Linked DNA regions of Rattus norvegicus: region 1 is linked to region 2. Evidence: chromatin contacts called from public Hi-C data. All regions are on one chromosome and are shown on one strand. Each heading gives the region's core, a stretch centred on a gene start, on an enhancer-like site or on the middle of the called end of the contact. The rest is flanking DNA. Distances are from core to core; before and after follow the strand shown. Region 1 has its middle 190 kb from the start of Dusp10. Region 2 overlaps Dusp10 (dual specificity phosphatase 10).

What was found. A called contact is a pair of places that touch in the nucleus more often than the background predicts.
Region 1: a contact with region 2 is called in a Hi-C map of psoas muscle, with 3 times the contacts expected there. The contact joins two enhancer-like sites. A contact is called at or near these places in 9 of 12 Hi-C or Micro-C datasets (the A7r5 cell line, the Rat2 cell line, Schwann cells and 5 more) and 1 of 1 datasets of contacts at active chromatin or transcription factors (oligodendrocytes).

Annotation. Positions count from the first base shown.
Region 1 is chr13:98,333,201-98,338,994 of GRCr8, forward strand. No RefSeq gene overlaps it. Among named protein-coding and RNA genes, the nearest start is that of Dusp10, 190 kb to the left of the region's middle. Within about 2 kb of position 1,416, at least 2 of the 93 cell types and tissues checked have an H3K27ac peak or open chromatin away from gene starts, as enhancers often do.
Region 2 is chr13:98,148,830-98,155,472 of GRCr8, forward strand. Dusp10 (dual specificity phosphatase 10) reads left to right here. Exons shown (of 4, transcript NM_001105734.1): 2 at 1-64. Among named protein-coding and RNA genes, the nearest start is that of Dusp10, 6.3 kb to the left of the region's middle. Within about 2 kb of position 4,647, at least 19 of the 93 cell types and tissues checked have an H3K27ac peak or open chromatin away from gene starts, as enhancers often do.

The DNA of each region.
Region 1 (5,794 bases), core at 166-2,665, 180 kb after region 2:
TGGGGCACCAATACCCACTCGCTGGGATCCTGAAAGGCTTCAGTCTTGAAGGTCAGCCTTGGCAAACCAGGCTCTCAACTTTGACCAGTTGAAAACCACCGCCAAATGGTTAGAACCAAATGCCAAGGTGCCCCTAGGAAATGACAGTGGGCGCACGGGAGTAGTAGTACCTTTGGAAGAAATAAACAAATTCATGACTTGGGACAGACTGATAAAGGCTTTGAAAAGTGGATTCATTTCAGGTCCTGATGCTGTGCAGTGGACACATCGCTTTTTGTTAGAAAACTATGCTCAGGGCCAATGAGATGGCTCAACAGGTAAAGAGGCTTGCTGCCAATCCTGAGGACCTGAGTTCAAATCCTGAAACACAAACATAGTGCGACCCTAAGGTTGTTGTACACACACACACACACACACACACACACACACACACACACACACACAGGAAGAGCACTCAGAGAAGGCCTGATGCTTTTAAGTGTCAATCAAGCCCTAGGTACTAGGACAGCAGCAAGGCACACAAGTCAAGTGTAGAGGGTTTGGCCTAATGCTGCTTATATTCTAATGTTAATTTGGGTCCACGAAACTGCAGAATTTGAGTGTCTGCACTTAGCTTCTGGGAACCGCCCCCAGCTGGTTCTGATTGATAAATAAAAATGTCCACAGTCAATAGCTGGAAAGGACAGAGGTGGGTTTTGGGGATTTCCCAGACTTGGGACTGCAGGGAGAGTGTGGAGGAGAGGAGAGATGCCATGCCTAAGAAGAGAGGCGTGACCGCCACGTGAAGGAGCCTGGAGAGCGCGGCCCAGTTGGGCAGCCCTCTGGGTCCAGGACAGTTAAGATAGAATATAGAACCCGCCACTGGGGTTTATTTATTAGCTATTAATTCAACGCACATGTCCAGACATCACCAGTGTTTCCGCCAAGATTCAGTGAATGGGAAGAGTAGAGAGAAAAGCGGATCTGGTGAGCAGTTGGCCTGTGTTCAGGTGAAATCTCTTCAGACCTGTTATTTGCAGACTCTTGCCCTGCTTCTTCTTGAAAATGTCCCCTGTCCTCGTCACAGCCCTTCTTCTATGTCCAGGGTGGTTTCTGTGATAGTCACAAGCACAGATAATGAAGCCGTGTGAATCTTTTCGCTTTATGATTGAGTGAATCCTCTTTCCAGACCCTTGCCAGTTCTTGACTGAGGCATTCCATGGCCTGTCTCTCCACTCTCCTTCAGCCCTCTTTACAACAAGGACTTCAAAACTCCCGGCAGCAGAGAAAAATCAAAAGCTTAAGGAATCCCCAGGCAAGGCTGCCTCAGTGAGTGTTATATTTCACTTTGGGATCCCTGGGAGTCAAGACACCCTTTGCTGCCTTGGCTTGCTGGGGAGATAATGAGCCTTTGCCTTTTTTAGCCTCTTCCCTGAAGTAACTGAAGCTCCTTCTCATGGTTACAAGCACCACACAAGCACCACGCTTTGGGGGAAGGGCCCAGTGCACTGACAGACCAGTTAATCCTAGCTGGTTTTGGCAATGACTGAGTTTGCACAAAGCTAATCTCCCCAAAGCCTTGGGTTTGAGAAGACTAGCTTTCTAAAAGAATATCCTGGACTGCTTCCTCAGAATTTTCTCAAATTTAGTTTCTACTAGTCTGCAGAGCAATTCAGTTCAGACGACACATCTTCCTACACTATGCCCTTCTCAATCCATTGAACATGAGCTCATCTGAGAAGCAACGCAACCCTGGCTGCAGGTAGGGCAATGATGTCCAATCACAGGCTTTCAAAAGGAGAGACGAGAGTGGATCACACAGGATTCATTCTCTCTCACTGAGATGTAGACATTGGCTTTTCTGGCTGTACCTCCTGCAGCCCTTGGACATCATTCATCACTTCATTTTGAAATTTATTTCCTGTTTAGAAACTAGAGCTTGGAAGAGTAAGAAAAGATCTACTCCACTACTCAACATAGAAAAGTGTCCTGTCTGTCTCAGGTGTCTGTCTCAGGTCTTTAAATGGAGATGCTCTTCCGGTTTAGGGAGAGAAACCATTTACTTCCCTTAAGTTGGGATGCAGTGGGACGTGTCCAGCCAGCAACAATAGCCTTGTCCTTGGCTGGAAAGATCTGGATGGTCTTCCTCACACACAACAGAGAAATACGGAGAGAGGGGGAGTGGAGCCGCTTAAGCTTTTCATAAACAATCACATTTTGACTTGAGGTACTTAAGTGACTTTGGCACCCATGGCCTTCCTGTCTTTGAGGCTCCCAAGTGCCTCAAGCAAGTCAGTGTGGAAAGAGGTTCTAATGGTCACTTACTGTGGTAGCATGGGAGTCCTGTGAGACTTCAGCAGAGGACTCTGGCTCCTTTACACAGTGCATGACCCATTTTCAAATGTATATCAAAACAACTGATTTGTTACAAACAGAGGGAAGTTCATCTCCAGCCCTCCCTACTTTTGCTTTTTAAATTTTAATTTTATTTCCTTGTCTGTATATGAGCATTTTGCATGCATGTATTTAAGTATACGGCATGTGTCTCTGTCGTTTTCAGAGGTCGGAAAAAGGAATGTAGTTACAGGTGGTTTCGAGCTGCCACATGGGTGCTGGGAATCAAACCCAGATTCTCTAGGAGAGCAGCCGGTATTCTTAAGTGCTGAACCATGTCTACACACACACACACACACCCTTTCAACTTAAATTTTTATTTTTATTCTTTTTCTTTTGTAAATTCATGGGTAAGTCCCAATTTTCCTTTAGCTCCTTCAAGCATCCATGACACCTAACATCAATCATCCTATCAAAGTATGTATGGGTTTAATACACAGGTCTTCAGAGCCAGTGCAACCCGAAAAGAAAAATAGAGCTGCAAATGTCTCCAAGCACGGTCCTTTACAGTGGCACGAGACCATAAACATTGCCCACATATCAGACAGGGAAGCCCAGAACAAAGGTGCTCGCTCTGCTTTGAAAGTAAGGGCACTAAAGATGTGTTTGTTACTCTAACAAAATCCAATACACATGAGATTTGAGCTCAGAAATCACCGTTGCAATCATAAAGTGACGCTTTTCTTTAGACAGAAACCTTTTCATACATACTCGCTACGGCGAAGTGTGTGTGGAAAGGTCTGGCTTTAAAGAAGCCAGAGAGATTCATAAAAGGAGATAGTCAGGGATGTAGAGGTCACGGCTCACTTTAGATAAATCTGAAATCAAAGTAGCCCCGAGGCGATGCCATGAAAATTAGGGGAATTTTGCTTTCTTATTAATGCAAATTGGATTTGCTCTAACTCTCTCAGAGACGGAGGGCAGGGCAGTCCAAGGCATCTTCCTTCTTGTAACTGTATCTGCTCCATTGCAGATCGCCTCTCCCCCAAACAACTGTTAATAGCTCGGTCCCGAGAAAAGCGATACTGTATTTCAGCTTGTGTGGTGGGACTGTTACCTAGCACTGCAGTAAATTTTACACAGCAGTTGGCTGTGGGATCAAACTAGCCGGGCTAAATGAATTAAGCAATCGTATCATACTGCAGGGCGTATTAAGGAGCATGCCCGAATTAGGGCACTCGATACTCCCGTCTCACGGTCCCACTTCCGCCCCCATAATGCTTTGGCCCAGCAGGCTGTAATTTGATATTAAACAGGGTTCTTATTAAGTAGATACAATGAAATAACTGAGTTTTTGTTGCATTAGTAGAGTTAAATGCACTTTATTAGCGCTCATTAAGAGGAGGGGGAAGGTAGAGGTAAGGATTCATTAGCCAAAGAGCAGCCCCCGAGAGGCTGAGCGATTAAACAGCTTGGGGGCCAAGAGCAGGATCCGGGCCACACACAGCAGAGTCTAAAAGTCCGTCCTTTCCCCCGTGACTAAAATGTTTGAGAATAGTTTGGGGAAAGAAATGTTAGGTCCAACTGCAGGTCAGCTGAAAGTATGTGTTTCTTTCCAGAGTTGTTAATTTGACAAAAGGCAGAAGCCCCATAAAGAGAGCGCAAATTATGATTTATGTTTTAGAAGAGAAAGGAAGTTGTATACTTTTGGGAATCGGGGTTGGGGGTGGGGGTGGAATCCTGCTACCAACTATTCAATTCTAAAGGATATTCCGTGAAGATGGCTTTTACTCTTCTTTGGTTTCAGAGGGAAAAACACTTCCAGTGGAAACATTTGTACACAAAGTGAGTTTCTTGACTTCTTAAGCTCCTCATTAGTAATGCTTGCCTTGTAAGAATAAACTCGGTCCAGCTGAAGGGATGGCTCAACAATTCAGGGCCTTACTGCTCTTCTCCAGTCTAGTTCCCACCCCTGGTTCTCCAGTTCCAGGGAATCCAACACCCTCTTCTGGCTTCTAGGAGCAGCGACATGCGCGCGCCTATACTGACCCACACACATAAACAGCAGCAACAAAAGTGTGCTTCTTTTTCAGTTAACAAAAATAAAAAAATAAAAAATTTGGCCAACGGGATCTCCCTGATTCAATTATAACCGAAGTCCCTACTCTTTAAAAATGATATGACGACAGGTGGTCTCTTCAAGGCCTCCATGTCAACTCAGCTCTCTTATTTTAATATTTCTTATTTTTAATATTTTGACATATACAGAGGTGAGGGCTGGACCTGGATCAAATCACATGCATACACCCACCCACACCCTGGTACTCTGAAATGAAGCCCCCCCCCCCCCGCCACGAAGTAAATGCTATTTTAAACAGCCATCCATCCGTAATTAAAAGTAAGTATAGTTTTGAGATGAAGACCCTTATGTAAATTTTAAATAACTCTGAATTGGGGAGTCTGATTGTTCCTGGTAGGTCTGATGTTGTGTTAAGATCTGATACACACCTTGGGGCTGGGGATTTAGCTCAGTGGTAGAGCGCTTACCTAGGAAGCGCAAGGCCCTGGGTTCGGTCCCCAGCTCCGAAAAAAAGAACCAAAAAAAAAAAAAAAAAAAAGATCTGATACACACCTTAAGCAGTGGCCAGTTCTGTAACATTCCGGGCTAGTGTCCTACTCCTTTGTTTCTATCTGTGGTCTATAGGATGCTTCCCAAATGTCCAGTGTTATAGGCTTGGCTTCCAGGTGTCACTTTTGGGGCGTTTCCTTTGGAGTCAGGGCCCCTAGACTCCCCTTACTGGTACCATTGCCTGCTGACTCATAGTCTAGGCAGTTTCTCCAACACATGCTCCCGCCATGATTATTGCCCTTACCAGAGACTCAAAGTAAGGCAGACTTTTAACCTTGAACTGAAACTCCAGAACTGGGAGCCCCAAGTAGGTCTTTTCTCTTTATACGTTAATCACCTCGGGTGCGTTGTTACAGAACTGGTGGTTAATGCTATGCTCCCCAACTTTTTATCTCTTCACTTCTAGCTCCCCACTTCCCATTGCCTGTGTGTTTCAAATAAACCCTATCATCGCTTTCCCTAAGATCCTGCTTTGAAGAGAACATCTTTAAGGAAAGTAGGTATAATGACGGCCATCTTCACAGTCATCCATATTGGAAAACATTAGCATCATTGCGTCCACACAGTTGGGTTACTAGTGCTCTGGATTTTATATCCACGACACACTCCCCTTCACCTCACGCCCTCCATTATAGGCTGGTGATAACTCAAGGCCCTGGCCACAGCCCTGACACTGCAGAGAGGCCTCCAGTGCCATCAGTCCTTGTTGTGCTGTGTGTGCCTCACCTGGATGCAGCCCTTTGAGAGCATAGCTCTTGCTGAGTAATTTTTTTTTGCTAAAATCTGCAGCCGATTCCCTTGTCTGGGTCTATAAAATGAGCGTCGGCACTCTGAGCACTTAGCTTGGAGCCT
Region 2 (6,643 bases), core at 3,397-5,896:
CAACCACTTCACATAGTTCTCGAGTCCCTGAAGAGAGAAGGCAAAGAACCCCTGGTATTGAAAGGTAATGACTCTCCCTTCGCCCTACCCCCCTCCCCCTCCTCCTCCCTCTTCCCCCCTCCCCCCACATTCCTTCCTCCCTCAGATACCATCCTGATCAGCCAGGTTCCCCCCATGAGATTCTCCCACACGCAGCAGTCTTCTCTTAATTACCCGGGCACCATGAACCAAAAGAGCCTTTCTTCTTGTCTTCACTTCTACCCTCCTCTTATTATTTTGGTTTATTAAGAAAATCTAAGTAGCAGTGCATTGATAATGCAGATCTGAGTCTTGGTCTGGCTTCTGCTTTGTGTTGCCTAAGACATTTCACTTGACATGGTTTGCAAAAGGCGCTTTGTACAGCCAAGACGGTGTCTCAGGTCATGCCTTCTGTGGTAGCTGTTTCAGTTGGTGAGTGGGTTGGAAAGTTTTTGTCTCTCAAGACCTAAGTGTTGAGGGACCAGAGGAGGCTGCATCTACAGGTGCCAGTGCATTATGTGAGGAACGCTTCCTGTGTCTCACCTGGCTGCCTTGATGTTCACATTGCTTATATAGTCATCTTCAACAAAGGCGCACATCTTTATCTTAAAGCCTTATTGAAAGTGTGGGAATTCTCCAAATGCATCCGTTCCTCTGAGGAAGCTCCAAGAGGATAGAGATACAAACTGCCCTACAACCTATTGATCGTTCTGGTATCACCTGACGACAGTTACCTCTGTTTCATCCCTAGAAGGAATGCATCACTTTCCCCTAGTGTAGGACAACTGTGATGACTGGACAACCCCCCCCCCCCAAAAGAGATAGATGACCCAGTCTTCTCTGAGCTTCTAACCATGACCATGTTACCCTGATCATGTGCATGGTCCACTTGTTCATCTTTGTCCTCTAACACTGTCCTTTTGGGCTCCGAGCATCACTCTTCTGATAACAGCTACCTGGTCTTGATGGAGAGTGATAACTATCTCTCTGTTTTGAGCCATTGTGTGTGTGTGTGTGTGTGTGTGTGTGTGTGTGTGTGTGTGTGTGTGTGTATGGGGTTTGGGCAGGTTGGGGGGGCAGTATCCCAACTCCAACACTAAAGTGCTGTTGATCATCATGGTGCTGCCTTCCTTTGAACGCTTTTCATGTTTAACTTGGGATAGGCTGCTTAGGGAAGCACGCTCAGATTTGTCATTGTGGGACATCTCTAGTCATTCTCCTTGCTCTGAGGAATGTGGCTTAATCACCCATTGCTAAGGAACGCCCCTTCCCACTTTAATCCTTTGGACAACTCTCACAAAGATGCAGCTTTCTCTGGGGTTATGTGGGCTCAGTTCTACACAGTTCTAGAAGCTCTGGGTCCTGTCATGGTGGTGGCAAGTTTTCTTGGAGTCACAAATATGTCAGGGTTCAGTTGTGTAGTTGTGTTCTTCTGAATTGTTGTTTGGTTGACTTTATAACCCCCCTGTGCCTTTAGCCTGCTGTTCTTCTCTTGGCATGATCTTGTCTTGTCTTTTTTTTACAGATGAGAAAACACCATCTACAATTTCCTCACCTGTAACAAAAAGCTTTGCGGGCTGCCTTTTTTTTATCTTGTAATTGGATAGGTTTGGTAAAAATCAGCCCTTTTGGTCTATGTAATCTAAGAGGAGTAAGCAGACTTGGTTTATGATGGCTCTAAACTCGAACACAGGGCTTATTAGGATGAGTGGATCCTATTCTCTCTCTTGCTGTGGAGCTCGGTGGGTTTTGGGATGGCCCATCAGTTGCTGAGAAATGTTTCATGGGTACTGCTAAGGAAGAAGGGATTCCTCCAGCCTTCTCCCATAGATCTATCTGAAGATCCCTGCAGCCTGGGTTTGCTCCTCAGTGTCAGTGTAAAGACTGCCTCAGTGGGGCGGGGCTGGACACGCTGCTGACCTCACTACCAGGCGCCCTGGGCAGCTGCGCTGAGGGCTCGTCATTTCGGATTGGTTCGACACCGTGGCGGCCAGCTCGGAAGACGCTCTGGTGGTAGAGGTTGGGTAATTTGTAGTTTTGGGGGGAATTTTCCTTCAACTCTCTTGGAATTTGGTTGAAAATACATAGTTCAGGAGTAAAAGGTTCGCTTGTCTACTTTGTGATCATGAATTTGGTACCTTTTGGAGGAATGGCCTAAAATCAGGACCAAGTTAAGGAGGAGGACAAAGAGATGGGACATTGAGCCCCCCAGTTATCCTCTTCTCTGATCAAACCAGAGGTTCATTTCAGAGCGCTCTCGAGGTAGAGAATGAGGTGCTTTTCTCTCAACAAGCATGGTGGGCAGCTTCTCCTAGGTTCTTGAGTGGATCAAGCAGACCATTCTGGTCTGACTTCTCTTCTGAGACTTATTTTTAGGACTCACCTTGTTGGTAAGCTAAGATTGCATTTCAGCTGGTGCGGGAACGGCACCATTTTGGAATGAGTGGATTTTGTAGGGAGCCTGTGGCTGCTGGGGTGGGGGTAGATGGTTAGACTATATGGCTGGAAGTCCCCAGTTCTTGCTGAATTTATTTTCAGAGACTTTTTTTTTTTCAAAGATGCCTGATCCGTCTGAGACTCTGGTTCATGTTTGTAAACACCGGTTGCTACCCTCCCGTTCCAGCTTTTCTGTCCCTCAGTTTCAATGCCATGTTCTCCATTTTTGGAGCTGCCTGTCGAGCCCAGTGGCGGCTGGGTTGCCATTTTCGTCAAGCAGTGTCAGGTTGGGACGAAACTGATCGGAGGCACAGAAGCCCCTGGGATTAAGTTACTGTTCTAATTTATAGTCCCCGCCCCGCTGTGACCTAGGTCTGAGACTGTGTAGTCTCTGGCTCTTTCTTACCCACTGAAGGATATATGGCACCAGACCCTTGCTTCTGGTCAACCTCATCCGAGTGACCCAGATGAATAAATCGTTAGAGATTCAGTCTTTGAAAGAATTGTAACCTTTCCCACACCAATGTTGGTTGTTTTGATCAACTGTAACTTGATTTCAAACCTAAGTAAGGAGGCTGGATCGTCCTTCTAAAATGAGAGGTGTCACTTCAGTAAGACTCCCATCCTTTTTAACATCACTGGGGTCAGGGAAATCATTTGTCCTTTATGTATGTGGGAAGGGCATGTCTCCTACTGTCCCCTCATTGTAGCCATGGCCTTTAAAATTTTATGATCAAAATTTTCAAAATGAACACCCTTATTGCCAACCAGATCAAACATGTGTTTCCTTTCTTCGTCTCCCCCTTCCTTGTTTTTGAAATATTCTGTGTCGTGTGCTGTAGTCTAATGTCAGTGTTATATATTTAATTGAGCTGGGAGTATTTTACAGAGTGGTGCAGACACTTTTCTTTCCCAGCTAAATACTTAGTGTAATATACTTGCCCAGGAATGTTCTTCAAATGTGGAATGCCACTGTTAGTGACTGGGTCTTGAGTCTAAGGAGAAGCCTCCTTCCCCTTCTTAGGACCCCCTCAGGGCCTGTCTCTGCCTGTGCATTCCGTGTGTCAGAGTCCAGGCCTGTACTTGCTGCCTTACAAAATGAAGGTAGCCTGTCTGCTGTGGGTTTTATAGCTCTGCTCTCCACCAGAAGCATTTTGGAGGGGTTGTGGGGGTCGGGGGTAAGGACTCAAAGGACTGGCAGAGAAGTAGCTGAAAAAGATTGATGCAGAGAGAGGAGTCAGGCAAGGGAGTGAGACCTACACTAAAAACTTCCCCCTACTCCCCACCCCCTCCCCATCTTAGAAATATTTTCTATTAAAATATTCAGGTGCAGTTGAACTGTTTTCAATGGTAAGATGGCATGTATGTAAGAATACGTAAGTTCATGCTCTGCATACCCATCAAAAGCTCCCATACCTTCCTCTTAACTCCGGGATAAAGAGCAAATTGGGTCTAACAGTTTTCCTGAGTCGGAATAGTTCCTGAAATACTCACTAGTAAGCAGTGCAGACTGAATAGCTACGCCAAGAAACTAGAGACCCTGGGAAAGTCTTCTTAGTCGGCTTTCTTTGGGGGGGAGAGTAACATATCCCTCCTTGCTTTGTCCACCCTTTTAAGACACATCTGCATTGCAACCTTATTTTATTCTTGTAATTCCGAATGCCTGATTAATACTCAAGGCTACGAGCCAAACATTCGCTCTATAAGAAAACGTAGAGAAATGTAGGAAGCACAGCCGATCGGCAGGACACTAGGTTCCTCCATTTGATGTCCTTGGGCAGGTTGCTGAAACCTTGAGTTCTCTGGCTTCCTCATTGGTAAAAAGAAGGCACAGCACTGGTGTTGTCCTTGTGATGTTCACTCAGGAGTTCAGTAAGCGAAGGCTTGCAAAGTGTTCAGCAGCAGAGCCCCGGATGCACGCTGAGCACGCTCTCCGGGTAGCTCGGCAATATTTCTGTGGATTGAAATGTGTCAGTCAGAAAAGGTGGTTTGTCCTCTTCTCTCCCGGGAGTACAACCACCTAGGTCTAGCTGTGTGTGTGTGTGTGTGTGTGTGTGTGTGTGTGTGTGTGTGTGTGTTGCTAGGGCCTAAAAATAACTTGGTGACTGTTACCTAATTTAAGTAGCATACAGTTGTGCCAAGTAATTGCAAAAACATGTTGGGTCAAGAGGCTGAGTAATTTGGGCATACCCTAGAATTATTTATTTGTAGGAGAGCTTAGGAAAATGGGATGATAAATCTGTCCAGCTAATGTCCTGGATAGAATAATGAAAGTATAAAACTTTTCAACTTTGTCTTCGCTGGCCTCTCCTCGATTTATTTTTGGAAGGAGGATTGTAGTCTGACTATAAAAGGGTAGATGATAGAAGGAGGGGGTGTGGGCTGCTGCAACCCTGAGTGCCAGAGCGGAGCTGGAGTGTGAGGGAAGAAAAGGAGCTAATGCTTGCTCATTTGAGTGGGTCCTGAACGTTCCCCTGAAGGAACTTGCCTGCCGGCCTTGCCTCATTGCAATCCAAGTGAAAGACCGTGGGCTTGAGCACGCCTCCCTCCCAACCCTATTCTTATTGGTCTGCTCCTCATAGGTAGGTTTTCCCGTGACCCTACAGCGCACATTCTTGTGGAGTTTGAGTGACCCCCTCATTGGTGACCTCCCAGGCTCTTAGGTTTGCCCTATTGTGAGAGCCCGTAGTTCCTCATGGTATGGGATAATGGAGAGTGGTCTATAAAGAGTAGTTGGTTCAGCTAAGCCAGCCCCCTGGTCTTTGAGATGTCCTTGCATCTTAAACAGAGGGAAAGGGCAAGTTGGCCTGAACCCAGGACTCTGGGGCAATACCAGGTCAGACCTATGAACCGAACTGAACTGAACTGGGATCAGCTACCTGGGCTGTCAAAAGAGGAGTTCAGGCAACTCTTGGCAGTGGGGTGAGTGGTAGTCACCGATTGCAAACATTAGCACTAGGTCAAGAAACTGACAGGAAAGCAGTCCGCCTGGCTACATTCTAAAGCATGTTTCTCTAGGAGGCGTGAGTCTGGAGAAGGGTGACGAGGTGTGTTTCCCTGCTTGGTCTGTTTGTGCCAACCCTCCAGTTGGTCTGATGAGATTTCAAGGGCTGAGACCCTCAGAGGCCAGGGAGGAGGCCTCTGTAGCAGGCCATGTTTCCTCAGATCTTCTCGCTGTGATAGCAGTCCTCTCCATTCTCCAAGATCCCTGGAGAGCAGTTTGGACGCAAATTATGGCCACAGGTAGTGCTTAGGCAACTCTGTCCACTTTGATACCAAATAACTAACCACACACTGAAGATATTCTGTTTGCTGTTTTGAGATGGGGTCACTGTGGAGTTCAGGCTAGCCTTGAACTTGCAGCGATCATCTTCCCTCTGCTGCCAGACGCTGAGATTATGTACAGGTGCTACCACGTCCAGCTTAAGGATAGAAATCATCCTGATCCCCAGAATGGTCTTCTAATCCACTCTGGAAGGCTGTTGATTCTACGCTGTTACGAGTGGATGGTTGACAGTCTCTGGTGCTCAGGATCCTTGCCTGCCCTTACCCTCTCTCACCCCCACTAAAGGTTTTGATTCATTTGGTCTAAGGTACAGCCTGCGCACATGCCAAGATTTTGAAAAGCTCCCCACACGATTCTACTGTGCAGTGAAATTGGAAAACCATTGATCTAGTTCAAGCTCATTATGCAGTTATGGAAATGAGGCCCGGAGAGGTTTATGACTAATCCAAGGTCACATGCGTGATTAATTTCAGAGCCTTGGTCCTTGGTGCTAAAATAGGGTCTTGGCAGGCCGTAGACTGATATGTGTGTATGTGTACATTATGTGTATGTATATGTGTATGTGTACATTATGTGTATGTGTAGCAGCATCCCATGTAGAGTGTACGACCTGAAATAAAGTAGTCCACTTAGTCGTTTTGAATACTAGTACCTTTTTGGTTTTCAGGTTTCCATCTAGAACAAAACCAGACTTAAGTGAAAGGATTTTGGAAACCAGTACCTGAGGGTCACAATTTTACCTAGGTCCTGGAACATGGGCCAACTATTAGCATTGATTTAATCCCATTTTCTTAGCAACTTAATATTTTAAGGAAGAGCTAAAAAAAAAAAATTTGCCAAGGTACATGCAAATAAAGGGTTGGGAAAGGGCTTTCTAAATGGAAAGTGCTTGCTTGGCAGGTG